2 separate regions of the Rattus norvegicus genome follow, and region 1 is linked to region 2. A link is a contact called in public Hi-C data. All regions are on one chromosome and are shown on one strand. Each heading gives the region's core, a stretch centred on a gene start, on an enhancer-like site or on the middle of the called end of the contact. The rest is flanking DNA. Distances are from core to core; before and after follow the strand shown.

Region 1 (5,587 bases), core at 2,141-4,640, 130 kb after region 2:
TCACCAGGCAGCTTTCTTGCAGCAGAAAATTTGGTCTTACCTGTGGTCCCGAGGCTCAGGTTCGCTCGTGGGGTGCTGCCCAGGGGCTCTCTGCAGCGGCAGCAACCAGGGAGACCTGTGCCGCCCCTTCCGGGAGCTTCAGTGCACCAGGGTTCCAGATGGTCTTTGGCTTTTTCCTCTGGCGTCCGAGATGTGTGTGCAGGGAGCAGTCTCTTCTGGTTTCCCAGGCTTGTCTGCCTCTCTGAAGGTTTAGCTCTCCCTCCCACGGGATTTGGGTGCAGAGAACTGTTTATCCGGTCTGTTTCTTTCAGGTTCCGGCGGTGTCTCCGGGATCCAGTTTTGATCTCTCTCTCTCTCTCTCTCTCTCTCTCTCTCTCTCTCTCTCTCTCACTCACTCTCTCCTTTCTTTATACAGATCAAAATGTGTAAGCTCTCAGCTATTGCTCGAGTGACAGGCCTGCCTGCCCGCCATCATGTTCCCTACCATTCTTTTGAAACTATAAGAAAGGTCCCAATTAAATGCTCTCTTCTAGTGCTCTGCTATGTCACCTACTCACACAATAGAACAATAGCTAACACAAAAAATGGTACCAGGCACTGGGTTGTTGTTGTGCATGCTGCTTATGGGTGCAATGTGTCTATGGGACATCAGATTAGGAAAGCAGTTGAACACTGTAAGTGGGGCTGAACTGGCCATTATAGTAGAAGCTTAGAAGGCAGCAGGATGGACTATGGAGGCCCAGCTGAAGAGGTTTAAGAAGAAAAGAATATTAGCCAATGGCCTAGATACCATTCTTGTGATATTTTGGCAAAGACTATAGCTGATTTGTGCCCTTATCCTAAGACTCTGCCCTGAGGCTAAATTGAAGAGTATTGTACTAATATCATTAGCAGATGAGGTTCCAAAACAACCTGGTACTGAATATGTCACACAGTTATTGGTAAGCACTTTTGTGCAGATTTAAAAATAAATACAAAACATACAGCTTCAGAGATAAGGAGCATCGCTGTTGGATCTAAGCCTTCTGTTCAAAAGAGAAGAGTTCAAGCTTGAGGGAATGAATAAAGGGAGTGGTACCCTTAGGGCAAGTCCTCATCCAGCTAATCCTGCAAACTGCAAAGTCCATCCCAAGCCAGCAGAAGAAGTTGGCAGCTTCAAGATTCTAGACTCATCAAGAAAAGTACAGAAGTACAGGGGTTGCAGAGTCTTCCATGAAGGTTAAAGACAACTGCTGAGGCCATCTGTGCTGCTGCCATGGAGGTCCAGAGAGGCCATTGTGTGACGCTGTGAAGGTGATGCCTGGACCGCAGAGTCCCCAAGATGTCGGAGGTACTGTACTCTTGGGATACATGCCAAGGAACACTGCAGACAGAAAGTGGAAAAAGCCCGAGAGAGAAAAAGTGTGCTGTAGTCCACAAAGCTGGAGGAATTCGAGGCATCTAAGTCAAGCTTCAGAGTTTGTGCTACTGGACCTTTCATCTCACTCTAGTCCAGTATTTTCTCATCATATTCCCTTTTCTGCATTTGTAAATGGCAATGCATATTCTGTGACATTGTTATTGGAATCTGTCGTTTGCTCTTTTGTTTTTATTTATTTATTTATTTATTTATTTATTTATTTTCTAATTTACAGGGGTAGCAGTTAAGACAGTGCCTTGTCTCAGAAGGGACTTTGGGTATTTTAACAGTCTTTGAAGTTGAACTGAATGCATTTGGCATTATGATATGGTTACAAGGCTGTGGGGGTCAGCAAGTGGAATGTGGTGGTTTGGATGAGAGTGGTCCTCATAAGCTCATATATTTGAATATCTGGTTCTTAGTTGAACTGTTACAAAGGATTAGGAGTTGTGATCTTGTTGGAGGAGGTGACCCTGAGGGTGTCAAAAGCCCAATCTCGTCCTTTCTACCTCTTGCCTGCAGATATGGATGTAAACTCTTAGGTACTGCTCTAGCACAAAACTATAAGCAAGTCTCCAATTAAATGGTCTCTTCAGTAAGCTGCCTTTGTCACGGTATCTCCTCAGAGCACTAGAACAGTTCGAAAGAAACCATCTAAGAGAAACCATCAAGCTGGCTGATCTATACATTAATCACTTCTCTCAAGAACATCAACAATTCATCGTAGCTATTTCATTGGGTGATCTTCCAATAAAAGATTTTCATAAAATACCCGATACTAGAGATTATGAAAAGAGATTAAGACATAGTTCATTTTGATCTCTACCTTTTCAAGCTTGACAAAAAGGAGAAAAAAAATTTTACCTCGAGGAAAACAAGGGACTCCATTAAGAGCTTGCCCCTTTCCTCTCCCATTTGATATAATTTTAGATGTTACGATGCCTTTCTCTCCACCAATCTCTAATTCTCATATCACTATCTCCTTATTAATTGCTTCTGCCCAATCTCTCTTCACTAAAATCCTACGTATTTCTGATATAGCTTTTATTATATTCCAGTACTGGAATAATAGATATCTTGTCCTATAACAACTATAGTAGAGCTTTTTGGATGTCGATGATTTATTTTAATTTTGCATTCTGTACTGGCTGGTTTTGTTGTCAACTTGACACAAGCTGGAGTTAATCACAGAGAACAGAGCCTCCCTTGAGGAATTGAGATCCAGCTGTAAGGCATTTTCTCAATTAGTGATCAAGAAGGGAAGGTCCCTTGTGGGTGGTGCCATCCCTTGGCTGTTAATCTTGGGTTCTATAAGAGAGCAAGCTGAGCAAGCCAGGAAGCAGCATCCCTCCATGTCCTCTGCATCAGCTCCTGTTTCCTGACCTGTTTGAGTTCCAGTCCTGATTTCCTTTGGTGATGAACAGCAATGTGGAAATGTAAGCAGAATGAACTCTTTCCTCTCCAACTTACTTCTTAGTCATGATGTTTTGTGCAAGAAAACCTGATGAAAACACATTCTTAGGTCTTGACACTGTGTTTGGCATGCAATCTTTATGCAGTAAAAGTGGTTAAATGAATGAATGTCTGAATAGATGGATGCTTTTATATTTCAGGTTTCTAAAGCACGGCGCCATGCTGCTGAATGTGCAGACTAAATCCGAGGTTTTCTTGAGCATCTGTTGCCTCTGAACATATTCCTTTCCTCATTGTGTCCATTGTATCACCAAGGACTCATGAACAAATTTTATTGTTGGAGAACAGCCACTGGCAATGTTGTTTCTCCTCAAAGGAAGAAAATTCTTTAAATCTGTAGGAATTTTGCCGTGAACCTTTGATGTGAAAATTGTATCATCTATTTTTGGAAGAGCTTGCTGTTACATAAGAATATAAAGAAGAAAGCAGAGAGAAAGAGAGAGAGAGAGGGGCCACCAGTCAGCCTTCGCAATCTGTAGGCTTTCATTTTCAAAGCAGAGACGGCAGATTAAATTCTCAAGTCTTGAGTTTTACTTGGAAGGAAAACAACATTCAGAACTTATTCACATCTGACGGCTCAGTTTATATATGGCAAAACTGAACGCTTATGCTCATAGCTCCATCTGGCCTTTGCATCTGGGCTCCCACAGTGCACCCCACTATCAGCTTTTTGAAGGATGTCACTCTGAAATGTGTCACTGTCTGCTAAGAACCCTAAGCTCAAACCACATAATCCTCCATTGTTTGGACCCATGCAACCTCTGATAACTACAGAATTTATAATGTCAGTTATTCCGTTGTATCACAGCTCAGCAAAACCCATTTCTTCCTTGATTGTGGCTATCCTCAGATTTGTTTCTTAGTACCTCACACCTATGTTTTGCTTTGGCCCTATATTCCATTTTTTCTTTTTTTTTCATTCCAAACTCCTTTCCCAAGAATAAATGTGAGCGAAGTTGCTTGAGCTTAACACTAACAAGTGGGAGATCATGCCATTGGGTCTTAGGAACTGAACAGTTTTTTTTTTTCTACCTGAAAGGTGAAGATTTGAAAAGAAATTGCTCCAAGTGACATCTTACATAAACGACACATATAATTTTACCTTGTCAAATCTTTATGCAGATGATTAACCTGAGATTTCTTTTTCTACATAACAAACATGCTATAACCAGTGCTTACCAAACAAGCTTTCAAGATTTATATTTATTCTGTATATGTATGTATTTAAGATACTTCTATCTTATATATTAAGTGAATATATTTTTAGTATGTAGATGCTTTTCATCTTCTGTAGCAAACATTTTATCCCACGAGCCACATAGTCTCTTATTTAAATAGATCATTGGGGGTTAAGCCTTGATCTAAAGCCAACCATGGAATGCTCTTACTATTTTTCACTAATCTAAAATAACCAAATTGGTTTGGGAAGGAGAGAAAATGTTTTTCTTAGAAAAGTATTTTTGTGGTTTTGTTTGGTTTTGTGGTTAACCCAGTCATCTTCAGAAAACCTCAGGAGAGAAGGTAGGTGACCCACAGGTATAATTATAGTCCCGCTTCCAAATTTAGATAATATACCACAGGTTGGGAAACACTTTGTGAGGCTAGACAAATTGTTGCAGCAATAGCTAGCTATAGATTTGACATGAAAAAAGCCTGTGTCTGTTTATGCACCAGTCCTTCGGCTAAAGCAACCCTCTTCAAATGCTAGTTAGCTGAGCCGCTGTCAGAACAGATTTTAAGAAGGTGCCATAATCAAATCACTAGAGTTAACCCTCAGAGCACCCTTATGGTGTTTAGAGACTTACTTTTTAAAATTATTCTTACAGTAGATTTTGGATCCAATAGACAGAAACTTACCATGTTCTTCTGTTCATGAAACCTTGTGACAGTATACTGTGTCAAATCATGCCAGGAATCTTTGGCTTTTAGAACAAAGCAAATGAGAAGGGTAGTTCAGACTGATGTGTTTATAAAAAGATAAAAAGGGAAGAATTATGTTCTATGGAGGTGTGGGGAGGTATGAGGAAAGGGGGTACCTCAGTGGGCCCATGCTGAGATACCCCTTTCCCCTGAGGGACCAGCCACAAGACAGTATAGTAGAGAACAGAGTTTATTCAGGGAGTGAGAAGAAGAGTTAAGAAGGTAGTATGGCAGGGGTGGGGGGAGGAAGGGAAAGAGGGAAAGGGAGGTAGAGAAATAGAGGAGTAGAGGTGGCCATAAGCACATGGAGAGAAGTGGGGAGGGGAATGGGGAGAGGGGGGGACAAAGGGGAAAGAGAGTAAGAGCAAGAGAGCAAGAGAAAACAAAAAAAAAAGAGATGGGGCAAGCAGCTCCTTTTATAGAGTCAGGCATACCTGGCTGTTACCAGGTAAATGTGGGTATGGAGCTTAGACAGAATGCTAACACAGACTATGGCTCAAGGGTTGTCTTTGCTGGGTAAGGAAGTTGACAGCATCTCTAATAATTTCCACTAACTCAGTGAAGCCTACAGTCTAAGCAAGAATGCCTTCTCAAAAGGTACCTTGCAAAACTTGCTCCCTGCCTGCAGCTTCTTTCTAGAACTCTTACCCCAAGCATTTCATGTTTTGAAATTGTGATGCTGTCAACTTGCATCTTCTACCATTTCCCTTCAGATTCACCCACCATGGTAGAATATTAACAATTGTGAGAGTACCACACAGATGGTGAAGGCTTCAGTCAGAACATTTAAGAGAA
Region 2 (4,979 bases), core at 434-2,933:
CACATAATTTAGCACAGCCATCACGCTAAGCAACAGCCTGAGAGGGCTCACATGGTCCATCACACTGAACTGGAAAGGGTGTGAGAAGCTGAATCCCTGAGAAAAGAAGGCATGGGGTTGAGAGAGTGAACTTAACTCTTCACTTACACTGCTTTGGAAGGAAGGGGTTAAGGACTTGCCTGGTTGTGGGAAATTACAAGTAGAATGACTGCAGTGGGGCAGAGTCACAGAAACAGAAGCAGATGAGCAGATGAGACTTCTTTCTTTCTTCCTTCCTTCCTTTCTTTCTTTCTTTCTTCCTTCCTTCCTTCCTTCCTTCCTTCCTTCCTTCCTTCCTTTCTTTCTTTCTTTCTTTCTTTTTTTCCGGAGCTGAGAACCGAACCCAGGGCCTTGAGCTTGCTAGGCAAGCACTCTACCACTGAGCTAAATCCCCAACCCCCAGATGAGACTTCTTAAGAGGTACCACCTCCTCAGGGAGCTTGCTGGGCTTTGCACTGTCTTTGGAGATGAGGGTCTTTCCTGCTATTCTTCTGAGCCCTACTGTCTCTTTTCTCATTTCAGTTTGCTTCCAAGTAGGATCTCCAGATGAAGGAAACAACTTGCTTCCAAACTATTAGGAGTCATTCCTGGGGGAATGGCCACCTTATTTTTTAATAGGGTAGGTAGCACATGTTGGAGATATGGGTTAATAAAGGGATCATTGTATGCACTTGCATGGTGATTGTGCTACCCAGAATACCTCAAGTTCAAGGCTGTTAGTCGGGGAGAAGACCCGGAGGATGGATTCCTTGTAAACACTTGAGTGCAACTCACAGGTACACTGTTTATCTGTTCTCTCCAGCAAAAAGCAATCACCAACAGGTTCTTTTTAATACTAGTCTAGACGAGGTTTTGCAATGTTGCAGGTTCTTAATTGCAGTAATTACTGCCTGAGAACAATTAAGCAGTCACTACCAAACATTTCTATCGGGTGAATCTAGTGTCCTATTAATAAACAGTCATGAACTTATCTCTTTCTGGAAAAACCTCCCTGGTTGGTTTCCGACTACAGAAATCTCAAGCCGGGTTTGTTCCCACACATTCAGGGTTTGAAAAGCAGCTGTGTCCTCCAGAGCCAGACATGGTCCCGGTCCTCTGAGGGCCAGCGGCAGGTTCTGCAGCTGCCTGCTGCCATGACTGACTGTGTTCTTGTTACTAATTAAAGGTAGTAGCTGTGAATTCAGTGTGCTACACAATAAGTATTCATCACGTAAGCCCAGGTGACCTGGATTTGCCTGCTGTGAATCCTGTTTCCCTCTGCCTGGCTACTTTGCAAATTGCATCTGTAAGTATCTTTTCTCAGGGGAAGCAATTTCTAATCTCTAGATCAAAGCCAAATCTTTTTTTTTTCAAATCGTGAATTTCATATCCTAAATTATCATTTTATCTACAACCACCTACTCCGGCGTCCTAGCTGGAACAGTGTTTCTTTTTGTTTCTCTGTTCTTTCGCTGGGCTGGATTTATTATTTCGGGAGGGTTTCTTGTAAGCCATATTCTCTTTCCTGCCTCACATTGTGGAAACAGAGGATGGTAAAGCCGGCTGTCAATCAAAGTGCTCTCTGTTCTCAGGGTAGCTGAGTCAGTCCAGCCCTAAGAGGAAGCGTGAAGGAGGCTGTTAAATCTATTCATAGACGCGGAGATGTTCCAGCCACGGTGAGAGGTTGCAAATGACGCATGAATGCACCAGTGGCATGGAGGAGGAGGCTGCTGAGGAGGAGGGAGAGCAGAAGTGGGGGGGTTGACACAGGATCAGAGAATTATAGCAAGCTCGATGCCAGCCAAACTGTTTCTTTGCACAGACACAATTACAAAGGCTCCTGTGGACTGCATCAGTAGAGATGGCTGCCCTGACACATGTCCCATGCCCTTTGTCTGAACTGTCATATAGAGTGGTGGCCCTGAATGTACTCCTTGTGTGCATGGCCAAACGCTGCTGTGTCTTCAGAACCAGGACACCTGCAGCATTACTAACAGGTTGCCAGTGACACATTGAAGCATGGAAAAGAAATGAAGAAGTATAGGTAAGGTGGAAAGGGGAAGGCAGCCCTCTGTCAATTCTGTTTGGACACTTAAACTAAGCCCCTGGTTCTAGGTCAGAGGAGAAAGAGATTGTAGCAGACTAAACTTTGGAGAATTGTTAGAAGGTTTTGGGGGATGAGGATTCAACCCATTGCTGCTGGTAAATGGAAGATTACCATGGAAACACTAGGGTTCTCTGTTATATAAGGCTAACTCATCCTGATTAGTGAATATGCATGAACATATTCATGGATCCCAAACAAATGCAAATTATCTTTCTCTTATTCCTACCTATTATCATGCATTTATTGAGAACCTACCAATGCCGGGATGCTAGGTATTGCTGTATATAAATGCCAGTAGTTTTATCTCTATGGCTACAAGGATGCTAGGAGGGTCTGGAGAGAAATGTAGCCCACACAGATAATGGAAAGTATTCTTTCTCCAAGGTGAGAGCCACCGGGCATTCCTCAGTGAGATTCTGTCAGGCCTGGGAAGGTTTTCATGTGTAACAAAAGGTAATGTAACAGAATGGTCTGATCAAGTGGGTCTTAGTGGTGGTTCTCTCACAATCAGGATCTATTCAGGAAACTAAAAAAAAAATCCTCATTAGAGAATCAGACTAGATTGGATAACCTCTAAAGTCTCTTTCAAATTTGAAAGTTATACTTTTAAATATAGATTTAAAATCTTTTTTTAAATATAGATTTTATTTTATAATCAAATATAAAATATATTATTTTAATGTATAATTAATATATAATTAAACACATATTTAGATATATGTTTTATATAGTATATTATGAATATATAATATAAAATGTGTAATTAAATATAATTGATTATATATAATAAAATATAAAATAAAATATAAAACTTCTTCATACATTTACATTTTGTTGTTATTTCCCAGTTCCATGGCCCTCACAGTCCATCTACAACCCTTCTTCTTCAGTCAACCTCTTGCCTACATGTCTCATTTTGTATGTAGCCCACTGAGTTTAATAAGAGTTGCTTGTTTAAATGTGGGTGGAAGATTAAGTTAATAATAATAATAATTGTACAACTTTAGTTAACAGGTCATATGACATTTCAGAACTTTCCTGACTGTTTCTGCCTCCAGCCTCATCCGGGTTCTGCTTTCCTCCTCTCTCTAGAGCAACTGTCCTGGGTCAACGGAAGGAGCATCCATCTCCTCATCCCTCTTAAGGCTTATACAATAAAGGCCGTGTGGAAAAGTGGGAAGGTACAGGCAGAGAAGGGAGGTTCCTTATCAGCACTACCATCGTTCTCTGTTATTGTGTAGAGCAATGGTTTGGCTATGACTTCCAGACATGTACAAGATGCACACATGTACAAGATGCAGCCAATCCTTCCCTCTCTACTGAACCCTCCTCTTCCTCCTCCTCTTCTTCCCCTACCCCTCCTCCAAAGTTGGCCCCTTCTTTTCACTTTCTTTTAAGCTAATGAAAGGCCGTGTGAGAGAACGTTGACTTCTGTCTAGTTTATTTTGCTTAATATAATTAATTCCATTGTTTTTGGCAAGTGTCATGATTTTATTCTTTCTAAAAGCTGATTAATATTTTATAGAGTATATCAGATTTGAAGAAGAAAGAAATTTTTCTAACTTTTTAAAGAGACATTTATTTTTATTGTATGCATAGTGTAGCTTTTCTGTTTTTGTTTTTGGCTCTATGTATGTTGTTGCACTACATGTGTATCTCGCTGCCAAGGAGTCCAGAAAACAGCATCAGGTCCTCCGGACCTGAAATTTCAGATGGTTGTGAGCTGGGAACTGAACCCATTCTCTGTGAGGATAGAAAGTGCTCTTAACTGCTGAGCCAACTCCCAAGCTTGTCTCTAACTTTTCTGTGGTTTTAAAGCAGGGTTCTTCAATGAGCCTCACAGTCCTCATCAGTGTACATTTACTTGATCTGATGAGGACTCAACAAGGCTCAAAAGTAAGTCCCCCGCAATGGCTAATTGGATGGCAAATAAGATTTCTTCTATGCTACTAAACTGTTGAAAAGTTTAACAAGGTGAAATATTTTATGACATGATAAAGTTATGTAATCATAGTTTGCTGTCTGTTGACCGAATTTTCTGTAAACATGCACACATAGAGTACAATTAGTAGTGTATAATGTGTGAAGACTTTTGAGGTGATGTTTGAAATGCGTGCTCTAGGGCCTTTTTATAGAAAACCTGTGTCAACTCCTTGACTAAATCATTCAGTCAGTCATTGGATATTAAGTTTCTATAATTAGAATAAGGTTTTAATTCCATTTTTAGTTTACTTTTATCTTTTGAAATAAGGACATACATGTTATACATGTCTGTGAGTTTATGAAGTCACATTCCCATGTACTGTATACTGAGTAATATTTAAATCAGAGAAAACATCAATCTCATCAAATAAGATTTCTTTTATTGACTTAAATTAATTTGTATGCATTTAATAATCAGATTATAAATTTAGTGAACTTTATTAGGAATAATTAAACCAAGCCATCCTTTAGTGGAGAGAGATGGCTCAGATACTTCTGTGTTGAATGGACCCAGGTTCCATTCCCAGCACCAGCTTGGCATTTAACAACTCTTTGTAACTCCAACCCCATGGTATTCAAGTCTTTCTTTTGGCATCCACATGTACTGCACTCATGGGGTATACATATACACATGTATACACATGCAGGTAAGATATTCAACAAATAGAAAATAAGTACAAATAGATCTTCAATGAAGAAGTAAGAGCATGATTTTAAAAATCCTTTATATATGTAGGAAACTAGGCCTGCTAGGATGTCACTACTACTTCATACTCACCTCATTTTTCAGATGCACACACTGAACCCTGGGCAGGAGAGGATGCCCCGAGCTGTGAACTAAGTGCCTTCCATAGGCAAGGCATAGTCTCTT

What was found. Hi-C and Micro-C count contacts between places; a contact is called where the count stands out from the background.
Region 1: a contact with region 2 is called in a Hi-C map of prefrontal cortex, with 2.9 times the contacts expected there. The contact joins two enhancer-like sites. A contact is called at or near these places in 2 of 12 Hi-C or Micro-C datasets (frontal cortex and prefrontal cortex).

The regions. Positions count from the first base shown.
Region 1 is chr2:44,066,926-44,072,512 of GRCr8, forward strand. No RefSeq gene overlaps it. Among named protein-coding and RNA genes, the nearest start is that of Plk2, 370 kb to the left of the region's middle. Within about 2 kb of position 3,391, at least 7 of the 93 cell types and tissues checked have an H3K27ac peak or open chromatin away from gene starts, as enhancers often do. A contact at or near this core is called in prefrontal cortex, where this site is marked.
Region 2 is chr2:43,938,463-43,943,441 of GRCr8, forward strand. No RefSeq gene overlaps it. Among named protein-coding and RNA genes, the nearest start is that of Plk2, 240 kb to the left of the region's middle. Within about 2 kb of position 1,684, at least 41 of the 93 cell types and tissues checked have an H3K27ac peak or open chromatin away from gene starts, as enhancers often do. A contact at or near this core is called in prefrontal cortex, where this site is marked.